Linked DNA regions of Mus musculus: region 1 is linked to region 2. A link is a contact called in public capture Hi-C data. All regions are on one chromosome and are shown on one strand. Each heading gives the region's core, a stretch centred on a gene start, on an enhancer-like site or on the middle of the called end of the contact. The rest is flanking DNA. Distances are from core to core; before and after follow the strand shown.

Evidence for each region. Capture Hi-C pulls out chosen DNA fragments and counts their contacts.
Region 1: a contact with region 2 is called in a capture Hi-C map of embryonic tail, with 2.9 times the contacts expected there. The contact joins two enhancer-like sites. A contact is called at or near these places in 3 of 115 datasets of contacts at active chromatin or transcription factors (astrocytes, cardiomyocytes and kidney) and 2 of 9 other capture datasets (embryonic tail and embryonic trunk).

The regions. Positions count from the first base shown.
Region 1 is chr4:97,608,743-97,611,934 of GRCm38.p6, reverse strand. It overlaps a transcript of Nfia not described here. Among named protein-coding and RNA genes, the nearest start is that of E130114P18Rik, 26 kb to the right of the region's middle. Within about 2 kb of position 1,749, at least 59 of the 459 cell types and tissues checked have an H3K27ac peak or open chromatin away from gene starts, as enhancers often do. A contact at or near this core is called in astrocytes and embryonic tail, where this site is marked.
Region 2 is chr4:98,107,424-98,110,194 of GRCm38.p6, reverse strand. All of the region lies in intron 10 of Nfia (nuclear factor I/A), which reads right to left. Among named protein-coding and RNA genes, the nearest start is that of Gm34784, 17 kb to the left of the region's middle. Within about 2 kb of position 1,279, at least 134 of the 459 cell types and tissues checked have an H3K27ac peak or open chromatin away from gene starts, as enhancers often do. A contact at or near this core is called in astrocytes and embryonic tail, where this site is marked.

The DNA.
Region 1 (3,192 bases), core at 500-2,999, 500 kb after region 2:
TGCAAATGCAAAGAGAATTCATGCTGGTGGCAAGAGTGGGGGGGATGCCTGATGTCCAGTTCCTAGCTCTATATACTTCCCTGCACCTCAGGCTGTCAATTCTTCCTCGGTAGATTCTCTAACAGGCCATGGCCACTGCCAGTATCAGCCCACTGCAAGGCAGGCCAGAACTGTAACAGCAGTGCTAATGGGAACTTGGCCCTGCCCCAAGCCAGCATGGAAAGCGGCTGCTGGCTCCTGTAAAAATCCTTGGTCTGGGCCATTTTTCCACAAAGCAAAATTCACCACCCCAAAGAAACGCCATCGCCTGTTCCTGGTGCCAAACTCGAGGAAAAATCAAGTTGTGCGACTCTCTCCCCTGCCTGGGTGAAATGACAGATAGCAAAAGAGCCTTCAGTTTCCTCTACCCCAAAAAAGTCTGCCAGAGATATAAATATTTAAAAACAGGAGCTCGACGGAGAGAGTTAGCTTTCACTGTTCTGCCTTGGCAGGCGTTCATCCACCCACTAGATATCATTTGACTCCATGTAATGGAATGGCAGGTCTGGGTCGCACATCCTAACTTCTGACACCAGAGTGGGAAAAAAATGACTGTGAACTCTTTTTGTCGCCTGAAACAGACCTGGACCCTGGTTGTGAATGCCAGGCTGAACAGAGCTATGACAGCCTGTGCTTCTACTCCCTCCCCCTTGGTGTTTCTTTATTTTTATCTCCTGCTAAGAAGTCCTCTCTGATTTCTGCCCCAAAGGATGACACTTTTGTCTTGTCTCTGTTTTTTCTTCTTTTAAATTTATTTTTATTTCTTACCTCCTTTTTACTCTTCTTAGCTGAAAGGGGACAAGCAAGGGACAAGTTTGTAAATGTGGAGAGCCCTCTTTCCTTTGTTTCCTTTGTGTGGCCATCCTCCAAACATCAGTTTCAGGAGATTTGATGTTAGGAACTCTCTTTTTCCTATAGAGGCATAGATACTAACCCTGTGATAGGTTTCAATATCACAGATGACCTTCATGATATAGGCCTCCATAATTTTAGATGGATTAGAGGAGACTAATGAGGATTTTGAAACAGGCTTTAGACTAAAACGCTCAACATGCAAATCTACTGAAAACCCAGATAATTTGAAAGCACAATTACCCCAGTCCACAGATCTTCTTTCCCTCTGTCTCTTAATTCATCTCTGAATCTCCCTCCTCCTCTAACCTCCTCCTTTTTCCTTTCCTCCCTCCTGCCCACCCTCCCTCGCTCTCTCACTCCCTCTGTCTTTCTCTCTCTTTCTTCCTTCTTTAAATTGCCTGATCCCCAGAGTCCCTTTTAACACGGTTTAGGGCTCACAAGAGTTAATAGGAGAAGGGGGGAGGAACCCACTTGTTTTAAGCCGGGAGCCTGTCACCTTTTCTTGGCAATTACACTGCTAATGGCTGGATCCCAAGCAAAGTGGCAAAGAATATCTCTTCTCACGTTCCCAACTCACAGTGCATTCCCAAATACCAGATGGTGTTTTTGGAATCCATTTCACTATGTTTGATATGACAATACTTTTGTATAATGCTAAATTATATATAACTATTGCAAATAGCTGAGATCAGAACAACCAAGAAGTGGAAAATTAGCCCCAAGAAGGAAAGATAGGAACTAAAGACTGTAGTTTTTTTGTTTTTTTTTTCCTTCGTTTGCCCCCATTGTGCCCCAGCCCCTTTGGATTTTCTTTTCATCTGAGGAGAATTGGCAGGAGAGGTTGGGGTATGTAGAGAACCAGGGTGGCAGCCTGGAGGAACATAGGGGTGGGAATGGGAGGAGCCAACAGTAGAGCCGCTGCCGTGTTTTGCAGTGAAATGACATCTTACTGGGATCCTCTCTCTGCTGGAGTTCAGTGTGTAGCAGGAAAAAAGTTGCCAGACGTTTTGAGAACAGCGTCATCTCCCTTCAAGGGCCAAAATCTCAAAATAAGCCCAAGAAGATTGGTAAATCTCCTGAGGACCCCTCTCTGGAATCCTTGTGCTTTTCAATTCCTTGTTGAGGGACAAGTGACTGAGTTACTAAAGCTGAAAACTTCACTCAGAGAGACACGCAGAGGGGTTGGAGAAGGAACAACAAAAACACTAAGACAAATACAGATTTCAAAACGCACAATGGAATTCATCAGAAACAGGCCAGGGGCTTCTGCTTGTTTCCAGGCACAGGGACACAACAATTTCATTTCTCAACAGTGGAAGGAACTGGACTTCTGTAATAAAAACATCTCAAAGAATCTACCCTTGAAATACAGGGCTAACACCCATCCAGTGACATAGTTCTACCCAGCTGGCCAAATGGGGTAAACACGACTCTTTAATTTTAATTTTCTGGCTATTTGACAATGGGCAACCTCTGGTCTTCTTTCCCCAACCTTCCAACAGGCCTTATCTCCACACTGCAGGACTTACTGATTTCAGCCCACAGCGAATGCATTACAGCCAAGTGATAAATTGCTTAAAATTATTCTTAAAAAATGAAAATGCTGGAAATCTCTGAAGCCGCCTTTTGAATGGAGGGTGGGCAGGACAGTTTCCAAGCTGCATATATTAAAGATTCTTTCAGCACGTTGATTCCTTCTTCATCAGTCACACTACCAGCCTTCAGAACCCATCTTCAGAACCAAGGGCTCACCCTATTTATGCCACCTGGCTCTACATGGCAGGCAAGGTGTTTTGTTTTGTTTTGTTTTAAACTTCCGGCTTCCTATCATTAGTCCTCGTTCCATGTAACCCCTTCCATGACAACTACCTCCTCCCCCCTCCAAGCATATAGTCACCCTCTGCTCCTTAGGAAGCTCCCCCAGCTCCAGTGACTACTACATAATTAACAATAACTGTAGCAATGCAATTTAAGAGTCCTTTTAATGGGCTCTGATGGTAGAATGTATAGCCCATCTTTCTTTGTCATCTGAGAAAAGTGGCCCCATGTAGAGCTGCTGGTAGCCGAGTGATGCTTTGTTGTCGGCACCAGACACAGTACCAGCTGCACTGGCAGGTAGCCGGCGTGCAAGGAGATAGCTGCCAAACTATGTTATACGGAGGGATCCATGCCAAAGGGAAGGGGACCTTTGCATGCCACGACCCTTGACCCCTGAGCCAGCATGGATCCCATGGATCTCCCTTCCAGACAATTGCATCTTTCATTCCTCCGCAAACTATAACTAGAAAGGGACCATTT
Region 2 (2,771 bases), core at 30-2,529:
AATGGCATATATTTAAAATTCTTTTCTTAGAAAAGATACATAATAAAATAAGATGGCACCTTATGAAGCACCATTGTGTTCATGGGGAAATGAAACCACTGTAGTTCTCGTTCATGTTTCTGTCTACTCAATGTGCCCTTGGAGCTTTCTGCCAGCTGTGGAGCCAGTCTTATGTCCCTTTCAGAAACATTCTTTGTCAACACAGAGAGTTCGCTTAACAAAATGAGCAACTATAGACCAATCTCAAAACTCAAGTGAGGCTAAAAATTGTATGACTTTTTTTTTTTTTTTTTGCCAACTTTCTTCTAAGTATTCTGAAGAATTCAGTATTTTCATCAGAAAACCTACCAGCTTCGAGGCTGTGAGTTCTGCATTGAAAACATCACCAGGGTTTGAGTCAGTCGGAACTGATTCCGGAGGTGAGGGCTAAAGCTCACTCTTGTCGGGGAGATTCAATTAGGGGAAAGTCGGGACTCCTTTGATCCCAGGGATAAATAGCTAAGTGATAGCTCCATGGAGGCATGGTGTAAAATTTCCTGGTCACACAAGGTACCTTTGATTTCCAAAGGCGCTTATAACAAAACAAAACAAAACAAAAACTCCTAGCTCAAACCACAAAACTACTCATCCTGTAGACTTTTACTCTCTGACCATGCGCTTCGGAGAACCCAATAAAGCTGCTTATATCTGGAAAAGAAATCACCCTGGCAAGTATGCATGGCCTAAATCTAAGTGGACAAAAGAAAGATCAGTAAGAAGGAAAGGGGAGGGAAGCAGACCGCAAACCGTGTCTGCGTTAAGTTTCTCCTGATCTCTGACGCAGATCCACTTTCCATATCTGCTCTTATACAGAACAGTCTCAAACTGAGTGGTAAGTGCTGTTCCCAATCTGTTTGCATGCTTTCTAAGGCAGTTGTGAAATTCTGGACTTCTTCAGTGTGGCAGTCCTGAAGCAAAGGCCTGGGACCTGGCGAGTCACCAGGGGGAGCAGTTTTCCGTCCCGTAGTTTCTGCATTCAGGACATTACAAAAATCAGCAGTGCCCTGTACATACTTCTGCTAAAAAGCAAAGCAAAGCAAAGCAAAGCAAAGCAAAGCAAAGCAAAGCAAAGCAAAGCAAAGCAAAGCAAAGCAAAGCAAAGCAAAGCAAAGCAAAGCAAAGCAAAGCAAAGCAAAGCAAAGCAAAGAAAAAAAAAGTTTCTTCACACATCTTACTATTCAGTGTGTGCCTCGCCCACAAGGTTACCCCAGAGCAGCTCTGTAACCCTTCACTGAAATAGGCTTTATTGATTGCTCTGGGCTATTGTTCTCTTTTCAAGTCCCCCAAGTTCAAGTTCATCCTGGTGTTACATCATGTCTGGTTGCTCTTAGCAACCAGACAGACCCAGACGTGACTATCATTAGCAAGAAACCCGCCACTCTCCTCCCACCAACCTTCCAGTGGCTCTGACGTAGCAGGCCCACTGCAAACACACTGAAGTATTTATTCTGCCTAATTTATGACCTACCCAGCAAGCTAGACCCCCGCTCCAAAAACCAACACTGTTGTATATTTAATTAATCTGTCTTTCTTTGGCATTTGAGAAAGTTAGACAAAGGACTAATTATTGTGTTTCGCTCTCCACACTTTTCTTTTGGGGGGTGAATATTTGCCTGGGAAAGAAAACGATGAGGCCCCGCATTGGCCCCTCCCCTTTTTCTTTCTGCCCTTTTGACATTTCATGAAATACTTTAGCTGCTTAAGGGAGTTAGAAAAAAAAAAAAAAAAGAAAGAAAGAAAGAAAAAAAAACCGCACTGTGAATGTTACTCCTTCTGAGTTGGTATTCAGTAACACAAATCAACTCACGACATGTTTAAATTTAAATGCTAACCACACGCTCTCAGAGTTACTTTAAAGGTTAGTTTTTAATCAATAGAAGTTGCTGACTCTGGGTTTTTGAGCTGCACACTGCAACTCCCGGGCTTTTGTCTAATGTTAAAGCTTGGGAACTTTTTTTTCCTTGAGATGATTTTAGCAATGATTTGCAGATACTGGGGCTATTGTGCTCCTACCAGCAACATGTCAATAGAGGAGCTGAGCTGCCCTGTGGTGGGCTGTCAATATGACTCCTAAGGCAGGGGTTGGGGGTCTTTAATAACCCGTGAAAAAACCTTAATTAACCCTTTCAGGTCCAAACCAAAACCTATTCTCCCACTTTTCACTCCTGTAATTTGACCATTAGTACTTATTTCAACATCTCACTAATCTTCATGACAATTAACCCAGCTACTTGACCAAGGGCTTCCAGAATGGGAAGTCAGTTAGGGGGAACCACACACGAACTTCTCTCTCTCTCTCTCTCTCTTTCTTTCTCTCTTTCTTTCTTTCTTTCTTTCTTTCTGTTTTTTTGAATGAGGTCTCTTAGTAAACGATCTGCAGAAATATAGTAGAGAAACAGTTGTAAGCAATAAGAAATTACTCCATTTTGCCAAGTTTTCTATCTGTCAGTTTGTAGTTGAAGACACTGGTGGTGACAGGTGTGACAACCGCCCACACAGAGGTGCTCCTGGATTTTCCTAAACTTCTGAGAACTGCCAATCGCCTCAGCCGGGTAAGGCAATAGGAGGAAAGGCTCCTTTGCTGTGGCATTTCCCTTTAATCTCGTTACTTGAAAACGCAGCAAGTCTGAGAGCACTCACTAAAGGAGGATTCGGCATCTTTCTTCTTGGGACAGGAGAACAGAGAGCGAGAGGGATCTGAGAAAATCTGGGAAATACTTGGATTGAATCAA